Linked DNA regions of Rattus norvegicus: region 2 is linked to region 1. A link is a contact called in public Hi-C data. All regions are on one chromosome and are shown on one strand. Each heading gives the region's core, a stretch centred on a gene start, on an enhancer-like site or on the middle of the called end of the contact. The rest is flanking DNA. Distances are from core to core; before and after follow the strand shown.

Region 1 (5,362 bases), core at 386-2,885:
CATGTTTACCATATGGCCACAAGGAATTGCACCCCAAGATAAAATGAAACTTATTCTTATACACACACACACACACACACACACACACACACACACACACCTTTATGTGAATTTTAAAAGAAGATATAACTATCTTGTCCCACACTGCAAACAACACATAAATCTCTTACTGTGTGTTTAGCTCACTAAACACACTATGACACATCCATCGTGTGGAATGCTACTTAGCAGTAAAAATGAGAACATACATACAACAATTCATATGAATCTCAAGAGGATCATTCTGAGTAAAACCCACCCAGTCCCAGACAATACATACCTGGTTGCTTCCACTGATAAAACCCTGAAAAGCTGAAATTACAGAGTTTAGACACTGATGATCCTTGTAATTCTCAGAGGTTAAGGGCAAAGATGAAGGTGACAGTGGCTATAAAGGGTTCATTGGAACGTTCTGTATCCTGTTTACGGCAATGGTTACATAGATGTACACATGTGTTAAAACTGCAGAAATTAAATACACACAAGCAAATGAGTGCTGGTAAAACTGGTGAACTCTGCACGACTTGGATGCCAGTGTCCTGGTTGCGGTATGTGCTGTAGCTGCTAAAGATGATGCCGAGTGTGTGTGCAGTAAAGGGCAGATGGAGTCTATTAAATCTCACAACTGCACGTGAGCAGCTAGTTACTTCCAAAGGTTTAAAAATGTTCCACATTAACCCACGATTAAACACGGAAACAAAAGTCAGACTCAGCCTTCTTTTGGCTTCAGAGCAAATTCCTTTGTTTCGATAAAGTCAAACCAAACCAAACTAAATCAAAGTCAGATGCAATGCCAAATGTAAAATCAGATTACAGAGAAAGATGCTTGTAAGGATGTGAGGTCAAGCTTTCATGATAGGAAAGGCTGAGGGAGGCTGGGAAGATATTGTGAGGAGTTGCGGGCAGCTAAGTTATCCCTTACTTCACGGCCCAGCAGGCTGTTAGGCAGGCATCCTGTGACACAGACACAGACACAGACACAGACACAGACACAGACACAGACACAGACACAGACACAGACACAGACACAGACACAGTCACAGACACAGACACAGACACAGACACAGACACAGACACAGACACAGACACAGACACAGACAGACACAGACACAGACACAGACACACAGACACAGACACAGACACAGACACAGACACAGACACAGACAGTCACAGACACAGACACAGACACAGACACAGACACAGACAGACACAGACACAGACACAGACACACAGACACAGACACAGACACAGACACAGACACAGACACAGACAGTCACAGACACAGACACAGACACAGACACACACACAGACACACACACACACACACACAGACACACACACAGACACACACACAGACACACACACAGACACAGACACAGACACAGACACACAGACACAGACACAGACACAGACACAGACAGATACAGACACAGACACACAACAGTACGAAGACTTGCAGACCTCAAGCCTCAGACAGGTTAGAGATGTATGCAGCTGGCCAAAGGCAGAGGCAGGGTCCCACCTCAGGTTTCCATGCAGACACTGATCTATAGCTGGTAAAGGTTAACCAGCAGCCATCTAGTGGCAGAGGTTTGAGTCAAGGATAAACTCTGGGGTATCTAAAGCAAGCATGAGAGGAGTCAGTAAACTGGGGACATTATAAAAGCACATTTTCTATTGGGAGAGACTCAGCCAAAAACATGTAGAGAACATTTGTTTTTTCCTGTAAATCCCCAGGGTCCAAATAAGAGGGTTTTTTTGTGTGTATGTGTGTGTGGTTTTTTTTTTTTTTAAATCTTATCATACTTCCCGTTTGGATTAATGTCGCAGATACTTTCTTGGTTACACATGGAGCAAGTATTTGATTTTGAACACATTTAAAATAACGTTCTTGGAGATGGTAATTTTTTTTTTTTTTGAATCACTATTTGTTCCTCTAACTGTAGGAATCTGCCATCTAGTGGCTAAATCCTGAAATTGTTTTGTCCTTCCCGTTCTATGTTGAGAACTTCACATGAATTCGTTTTATTTCAAATCAGAAATCTATCAGCCTGGTAAAAATAAAAGAGATCTTTCTTATTAAAAACGAAGCCTTGAACAGGACTCCCATGTACCCTCAGACATAGGTTGTTGGAGAATCTTCAACAATATAAAAACAAATTTCTAAATGCCATTTGCCTCTAATGATGTGACTGTCCAAGCTACACCTGAAGCATTTAAATCACTGTAAGACTAAACAGAACAGCAGAACAGTTAGTGTCTAGTAGCTTCGGACCGTGACTCCTAGTTTTAAGTGCCTTACATCATGTAGATATGGTAGTAAATCGGGGTCTCACCACTTTGCCACACACTTGTGTCAGCTGTAACTCTTTTGGGGTTGATTCATTTCACTTCACATGTATGGGTTTTATTTTCTTGCATGTATGTCTGTGCACTGCTTGTATGTAGTACCTGAGAGGTCAGAAGAGGGTGTTAACTCCCTAGAACTGGAGTATGAATGGTTGTGAGCCTCCATGTGGGTGCTAGGAACTGATCCTAGATCTTCTGTGGGAGCACGTGCTCTGAAGCATTGCGCTTCTCTCCAGTCCCCGAAACTCTCGTGTTGTAAAACTGGCATTCACTGTCCTCAGGTTGGAATTCTAGAGACTTCCATGCCTGCTTCATTGTCTGCCTTCCTGGTTTGGTTCCTGTCTGCTGCTCCTCGGTCATTTGCGTATAGTCATACCACTTCCCTACATGTACATGAGTATATTAGATATATGTTCTCTCCTGCCTGTACATGTATGATAAACCCATGTAAGTACCAGTCCTTGTCTTTCTACTTTCAGTGATATTTAATGATGTCAAATATTTCAACACTGAAGCTAAATTATCTCTATTTCCCCACGAAAAGGGGGGAAGTCACTAGTACGCTTCTCACTTAAGAACTTTGACTGTTATCCCATAGCTAAGAGCATCCAAAACACAACCAACCAAAGACCTCATGATTACACTTCTTTACATTTTAAAAGTGGCCCCAAAGTGGAACTGTCTGTGTGACAATGGGTGCATTTGCTCTGGCCTGTGATATTGCTGTATAGGTTCACTCAGAAAAGCTGACTGATGTGGCCCAGCACCTCATGCTACCCTGTGCACAGGGTAAATGTCACCCTAAAGGATCACCTGAAGACCCTATCACAGGCACACAGGGGAGCATGGAGTGGCCACTTGCAGGGTAGTGCCTCTGTCTGGGCTGGCAGAGGGAAGCACTCAGGTTGCAGCTGGCAAAGGGTTATGTCACCATTGGCGGGTTCCCAAAGCTCACAAAGAATGCTTCAACCGATCGATAAGCCTCAGCACTCAGGCCACAGTAAAAGGGAGGCAGCCAGAAGGTGCCTTAATGGAACAAACTAGATGTATTCAACAGGAAGCAAGGGCTCCAAGGGGCAGGCAGAGACTTCAAAAGGCTTCACCACCTTAAGTCCCCTACTGTCCCTCCATCATGAAGTGCTCAGCTGTGGTACTCATCAGGCTGACAGGAGGGTCAGAATTGGCTTGGGTGTGACTGGATTTGTTACTCTGAGGTAGTAATTTTAGATACATGGAACTGGCATCAGCAATGTGTGCTGTTGGAGAGGGATGAGATCCGGGGGAAGCTGGGCCATTACAAGCACTTGGGGTTAGAAATGTGCAATCCTTACAGAACTTACTCCTGACAACAGGGTTCCGTGTAAATGGGAAACATCGTGGTCTACAGAACTGCATATAAAAACAAGGTGGGGGGCTGGTAGGGTACTTCCAGAAGGCTTTGCTAGCAGAAGCATATTTCTCTTCACTCCACACTTTAATGACACTTGGAGTCATTATGTTTTTTTTTTCTTTTGATTACATTGGCCTCATTTGAATCCAAGAAACTCTTGGGATGTGTTCCTAAGGGAAATACATATGTAAAGAAGAAACTTTTTCTTTCATCAGGATTATGAGGTAGAGACTCCCAGTTTAAGATGCAATTTAAAGAGGGAAATTCATTTTTAAAAATCTGCTTCAAATATCGATGTCACACTGCAGAATAATTCTTCCCCTGAAAAACTGAAGGGCCCTTCAATGCCCCTAAATGCCTGCTCTATAATAATACTACAGATACAGACTCATACATTTGCTACATTCAGTTGTTCAGATTCATCGAGAGAAACAGAGGCCTCTCTAACAGTCTGGAGACAATGTTTGGAATTCCCATGTTTAACCAGAGCTGGATCTCAGCTATTACTAAGAACTTAGCTTTTATTGACCACTTACTGTATAACTGACATGGGGCTAGCATACCACAAGCATTTTTATTCATTTGTTTTTCTTCTTTTTGGTTACCTTTGAAATAGGTGCTATTAATTTTGCTATTTTATGGTCAAGGAAACCAAGACTTTAGATAGCTAGTGCAAGATCATGAAGCTAACAGGGAGTGGGACCAAGATCAAACCTGGACATTTCTATCTTCCAATTCTGCAATTTATTTGTTTATTAGTTTTTGAGACAAGATCTCACTCTGTACTCCAGGCTAGCTTTGACCTCAAGGCAATTTTTCCATTTCAGCTGGGATGCTGGGATTATAGTGTGAGCCACCATATCTAGCTCAGATCCTGGGTTTTGAAATCATACACTGTAACCCTTTTGTGACCAAATGTGATATTGCTGAACACTTTTTCTCCTGGGGACCCTCCCTTCACTGGGCTCAACTGCCCTGTTGATGGATGTGCGGGACCCCATCTCTGTCCTTACCCATTTCTCTCTTGTCACAGGCTATCAACCTTGCTACTCCTGAGGACCTTGTTTTATTGATTTTATTTTTCCATAAGACATAGCCTTTTGTTGATGAAAACACTGCTGTTTGGTCAGTTGAGATTCAAAGAAAAAAACATCACAGAGAAGCTGGCAGTTAGTTGGTCATACACGGACGTAGCTCCAACCACCCAGGAGACTGACAGGAAGGTTGTTAAGTTCAAGACCAGCTTGGATTAGTGAGTGAGTTCAAGGCTAGTTTGGACAATTTAACATGACCTCATCTCCCTCCCCCACATCTATCTCTATCTCTTTTTCTCTTCCTCACTCAGTGGAAGAATTCTTACCTAGCTTGCCTGAGGCCCTAGGTCCATGCTTAGCACCATAAACACATACGTATAGAAGAGGACTAGAAGTTCATTCAGTCAATCACTCAATATTTAAAGAGCACCTATCATGTTGCTTTCTTTGTGTTGGAGGGAGACAGGTGATTTAACTGTGACCTCTGTCCTAGAGGAACTTAGGTCTCGGTTGAGAGAACAGATACAGGGATGGAAACTACTGTCAGTTT
Region 2 (5,322 bases), core at 2,621-5,120, 340 kb before region 1:
AGACACACAGTTTCTGGTTTCTCTGTAGTGCTGCATATAATATGTGGCTTTCTCCAGAGCAAGAGGGTGGAGGAGGAAAACAAAGGAGGAGTGAGGGAGGGAAAGAGGAAGAAAAGGAGGGAGAAAGTGAGGGGGAGGAGGAAGAAGAGGAGGAGAGAGCAAGAGAGAGCATGCTTTCTCCTTTTCTTTTGTCTTACTCTATTCCTTAGAAATGAGCCAATATGAGTTCAAGCCACACTCAGGAAAAAGGGATTACAAAAGGGCATGAATAATGAATACCAAGAGGTAGGATGGTGACATAATTCTTTAAAATGACAAGCATGATGACATTTGTTTTAGCAAGATCACTCTTGGTGTCTCTTGTGTATATACATGTATGTATGTATGTATATAAGGTGGTTTTTTAAACCTCTGGTCAATTTAAAGAAGACTACATCTTTTTTTTATGGTACAGATTTTTGTGTGGAGAGGTTTTTTTGTTTTGTTTTGTTTTGTTTTGTTTTTGTTTTTGTTTTTTTTTTTTTTTGGTTCTTTTTTTCGGAGCTGGGGACTGAACCCAGGGCCTTGCGCTTCCTAGGTAAGCGCTCTACCACTGAGCTAAATCCCCAGCCCCGAGTTTTTTAACATCCAAATGTGATCTTAATCATCGTTAATCTTTGGCTTGAGTTATGGGTTGAAGTCACTTATGCAAACTTTAGTTCTAGTCCATTTCCTTCACAATTGAGTTAATCTCTGATAGGCATTTTGGTATCTGTATCAGATATTGAAGTGCCTGTAATATGTATACCATTAAGCAAGGTTCTATCATTTGAACCTTAGGATGCCAATTATTATCAATGTTTTAAATTCAGTGCCTAACTTAGGAATTGATAGTTCTGCAAGGTTGAGTGACCAAGTTCTGTTTTTAATCTTTGCAGCTCCAAGTGCTTCTCAGGATTAAGAAACATCCTTATCAAAATCTGTCTGAGTGATGATAGTGCACCCCTTTGAGCCCAGATCTTGGGAGACAGAGATAGGTATTATCTCTGAGTTCGAGGCTAACCCAGTAAATCCTGTCTTGAACTCCCCCCACCATCTTCACTAAACTTTGCAGATGTTGAGGGGAAGGGATAAGGAGTTTCCTTCCAAGGTCGCAGAAGCAAACTGATAGTAAAAGATACAGATAGCTCAACCCTGGTGTCAAGTGTATTTGTTAATGAAGAAGACAAAGCCAGTTGATTGAATTTGAGTGGAACCAAATAGATCCAGGTGTTGACTACACCCATAGATGAAAAATCAACAAACACTGCTGTGACACACAGTGAGACAGCAAACTCCTTTCCTATCTGGTTGCAAAAATCAACACTGATGGACTGTCAGTTATTGGCTTATGCGATTTACCTGTGAAACAAACAAATACACAAAAAGCACATATCTAAATCTGGGCTGATCTGAAAAACCTCTATGCCCAAAACTCAGTAGGTGGAGGCAGGGAGGTCAGAAGTTCAAGCCCCTACATTGGCTAGGTAGTAAGTTTGAAGCCAGTTTGGGCTAGTGGAGACTCTGTTCTCAAACACAAACAACAGTCACAACAAAACATTACCTCTCCATTCACAAACACATATAGAAATACTGAAATTTAACAACATACTTTTAAAGACTTATTTTATGTGTGTTAATGTCTCTCCCACATGAATGTGTAGCACTCGCATGCCTGGTGCCCATGGAGGCCAAGAGTAGGTGTTCCAGGATCTCCTGGAACTCTGAGTCATGACAAAGGTGCTGAAAGTGGAGCCCATGTCCTCTACCAGAGTAGCCAGTACTCTTTTTTTTTTTTGAAGCTGGGGACCGAACCCAGGGCCTTGCGCTTGCTAGGCAAGCGCTGTACCACTGAGCTAAATCCCCAACCCCGTAGCCAGTACTATTAACCTCTGAGCTATCACTAAGCCCCATAATCCATTAGCTTTTACATTTTTTTTTTGGTTCTTTTTTTCAGAGCTGGGGATCGAACCCAGGGCCTTGTGCTTCCTAGGTAAGCGCTCTACCACTGAGCTAAATCCCCAGCCCCATAGCTTTTACATTTTTATATTTGGTGCCTATTTAAGTGTGAAAGTAAACTGCCTGATGACCTAATCTCTATCCACATGTGGAAACAGAACCAACCCTTGCAAGTATCCTCTGTCTATACTCCAGCAATGGCACATGTATACCCACACAGATACTCACAAGCACACTAAGTAAAAAATGTAATTTTTAAAATCTGGGACCTTGGAGGTAGCTCACTGTTGCAGCTGGGTGTGCAAGAGGCAAACACAATAGGGTCTCTTAGAACAGGAAGGTTAGCTTGGTCTATATAGTGAATTTCAGGATAGCCAGAGCTATACTATGAGACCTTGTCACAAAACAAAACAAAATAAAACAACAACAACAGAATAATTGCTGGGTCTGGTGGCACATGCCTACAATCCCAGCACTTGGGAAGCAGAGGCAGGAGGAGCTCTATGAGTTCAGCCTGGTCTACAGATTGAGTTTCAGGACAGTCAAGACTACATACAAAAGCCTTATCTCAAAAACAAAACAAAACAAACCACTACCAAACAAGCAAAAGAATACATGCTGCTTTTGCAAAAGACTAGAGCTCGGTTCCACTTCAGACAGTTCACAACTGCCTCTAAGTCCAGCTGTAAAGGATCAGGCGCCCTCTTCTGGACTGCGCAGGCACCTGCTTCCATCTCATTCCCCCTCCCATTACCGCCACCTCACAAAACACAAAAAACAAACAAAACCGAGTGCATTCTTAAGTGCTCACTGGACTCATCCTGAGGAGTTTTGTAAACACTGTCAATAATTTCATGTATTATCTTCAAGATTTTTTCCCATCCATACACAATTATACAAGTAGAAATATTTTAAAAGGGGGACAAGTGGTAAACGCTTATATAGGGAGTTTAAGATCAGCCTAGGGTGTGTAAGGTGAGTCTGTCTCAAAAATTCCAACTGGATCAAGCCATATCAGGACAGTACAGCAGGCTCGTAAACTCATGCTAAAAAAAAAAAAAGATGGTTTCTTCTATAAAGGTTACCCCTCCCTCCATAATTGCTTACAATGGAAACTTACTGCTGTTTAACAGAAATAAATATACTCTTTAGTAAGTTCAAAGCTAATAAAAACACTTTTTAGTGTTTTAATTAAATAATTCTTTTTTGCATATTTTTTTCGTTCCAGACACTATGAAGGTTAATACATGTGTGTAACTAGAAAGTTAATCTTACCAGAATACTTATAAACAAGTAATCTCGTTTTTAAAAGTTTTCTATTGTATCACGGACTAAATGCAATCTTAACTTTCCCACAACAGCAGCTTGTTAGTCAAGTATGAGTGTGAGGGGAGACAGTGTTAAACAATTTAACAATAACCCACAACCTTCAGACCAACTAAACAGTAGTGTCAGTCTCTATTTATAATTCTAGGATCTTTTCTAACTAAGGAGGTTTTTTTTAGGGGGTCTATGCCATAACCTTTAAAAATAAAACAGATAAAATCAGCGCGCCAAATGTGATGAAAATGAAACAAAGTTACACTGTCACAAGTAATGACTTGGAGAATTAGGTTAACTACCAAGCTTTTTTTGCATTTCAAGTTTTTGCAAGTGAATTGTGGGTAGAGCCTAACTAAATATGAAAGTAAACCCGGAGGGCCGTGGGCAGCCATGAGGGCTATAAGAGATCTGCTGGGAACTCTCGCCCTGCCCCAAGGGGTGAGGCAAAATAAGGAAACATGGGGTGGCAGGCAGAGCCTCTGAGAAGTGGAAGTATCCTGGAGTCTGGAGGCTTGTGGGCTAGAGAGCCTGGTCTTTTGGGGCGGGACCTGGCATGTGCCCTGCAAGAGTAGTCCTAGGGTAGAGATAAAGAGTCACATCAGCAGGTGTCGCCAGCAAGGCTCTGAGCCTTCAGCGAGGCTCTGTGCCTGTAAAATCCCCTTTATGCATGTTTTTTCCTTTTAAATCACTCCCCATATTACTCATGGCTTCTCACCCACTGTGGAACTGAGACGGTGACTTTTCAGAAAATTAAATATGGGAATAAGGACAAAGAGAGAGATTATCTATACCTCAGTGCTATGTACATAAAAATTGCCAGAATAACATGAAGTTATATTCCATAAGAGAGGTATTTCCCCTGAAGACGTGGGTTGGACCTGAGTGTTTTTGTCAGGTATGAAATAAGCCGGAAACTAAAATATGAAACAGCTCACACATAAACCTTTCTCAGAATGTCTTTTGCCTTTGTTGCTGTTTGCTTGTTTATTTAATTTAGAATTGTGGGGCTGAGAAATTGGCTCTGAGATGGAACATTTGAAGACATATACATGTTCCTAGTTCACACACACACACGCGCGTGCTCACACACACACACACACACACAGACACACACACCCCTTATTGGGAAATTTTGGTAGTTTTTCCACTGATTCAAAATAAAGCAGTTCATTGAAAATATTTCTTAGGGTTTTCCTAGTAGGTTAATGTTTTCCTGTGAAGGCAAAGCCAGTGAATTATTCAGAAAAAAAAAAATAGGCCCAGGTAGCTTCCTAAACCTCTACTGTAATGAATGGGGAAAGTGGAATAGGGTTGTGTTGGGAATTTCAGAAACGTGAACAAAATCCTAAATTTAAGCTAACATTTAAAAGTTGTCCTGGATTTAATGATAGTACCAAGGATACAGAGATGGGCTCAGCCCTTGCAGTTGTTTGCCTCTCTCTCAGAGGACCAGGGTTCAGTCCCAGTCAGGCAGCTTGTAATGACTGGCAACATTAGCTCCCATGGATCTTATGCCCTCTCCTGGCCCTCACGTGCACGTATCCACAGAGACACACCCACACAATTGTAAACAGGAAAAATAATACTGTCTTTGCAGAGGACCCAGCTTCCATTTCAAGCACCCATGCTCACAATATTCTCTAACACGAGTTCTAGGAGATCCAACACCTGCTTCTTGTCACCTCAGGCATTGCATACTCACACCAGCACCATACACATAAAATAATAAAACTTTAAAAAATTAAACGATGGTACCAAAAGCTTAGAGGTTTCTGAAGGCTAAGTTAGCTGACTCAACAATTTGAAAAACATACAGTTTAGCAAAAATATTAGGAATGTTGTCAAATGCTATGTCTTATTTTCTTTTAAAAATATTTATGTATGTGTGTATGTGTGTATGACTTTAGGTGTAGAGACCATAAGAGGATATCAGATCCCTCAGAACTAGAGTTAAAGGCATTTTGTGGGACATCTGGCTTATTGTGTGTCTGGGATCCAAACTCTAGTCCTCATGACTGTAAC

The links. Hi-C and Micro-C count contacts between places; a contact is called where the count stands out from the background.
Region 2: a contact with region 1 is called in a Hi-C map of the A7r5 cell line, with 3 times the contacts expected there. The contact joins two enhancer-like sites. A contact is called at or near these places in 4 of 12 Hi-C or Micro-C datasets (the A7r5 cell line, the Rat2 cell line, Schwann cells and 1 more).

The regions. Positions count from the first base shown.
Region 1 is chr4:77,383,259-77,388,620 of GRCr8, reverse strand. No RefSeq gene overlaps it. Among named protein-coding and RNA genes, the nearest start is that of Cul1, 170 kb to the left of the region's middle. Within about 2 kb of position 1,635, at least 4 of the 93 cell types and tissues checked have an H3K27ac peak or open chromatin away from gene starts, as enhancers often do. A contact at or near this core is called in the A7r5 cell line, where this site is marked.
Region 2 is chr4:77,724,564-77,729,885 of GRCr8, reverse strand. No RefSeq gene overlaps it. Among named protein-coding and RNA genes, the nearest start is that of Ezh2, 40 kb to the right of the region's middle. Within about 2 kb of position 3,870, at least 8 of the 93 cell types and tissues checked have an H3K27ac peak or open chromatin away from gene starts, as enhancers often do. A contact at or near this core is called in the A7r5 cell line, where this site is marked.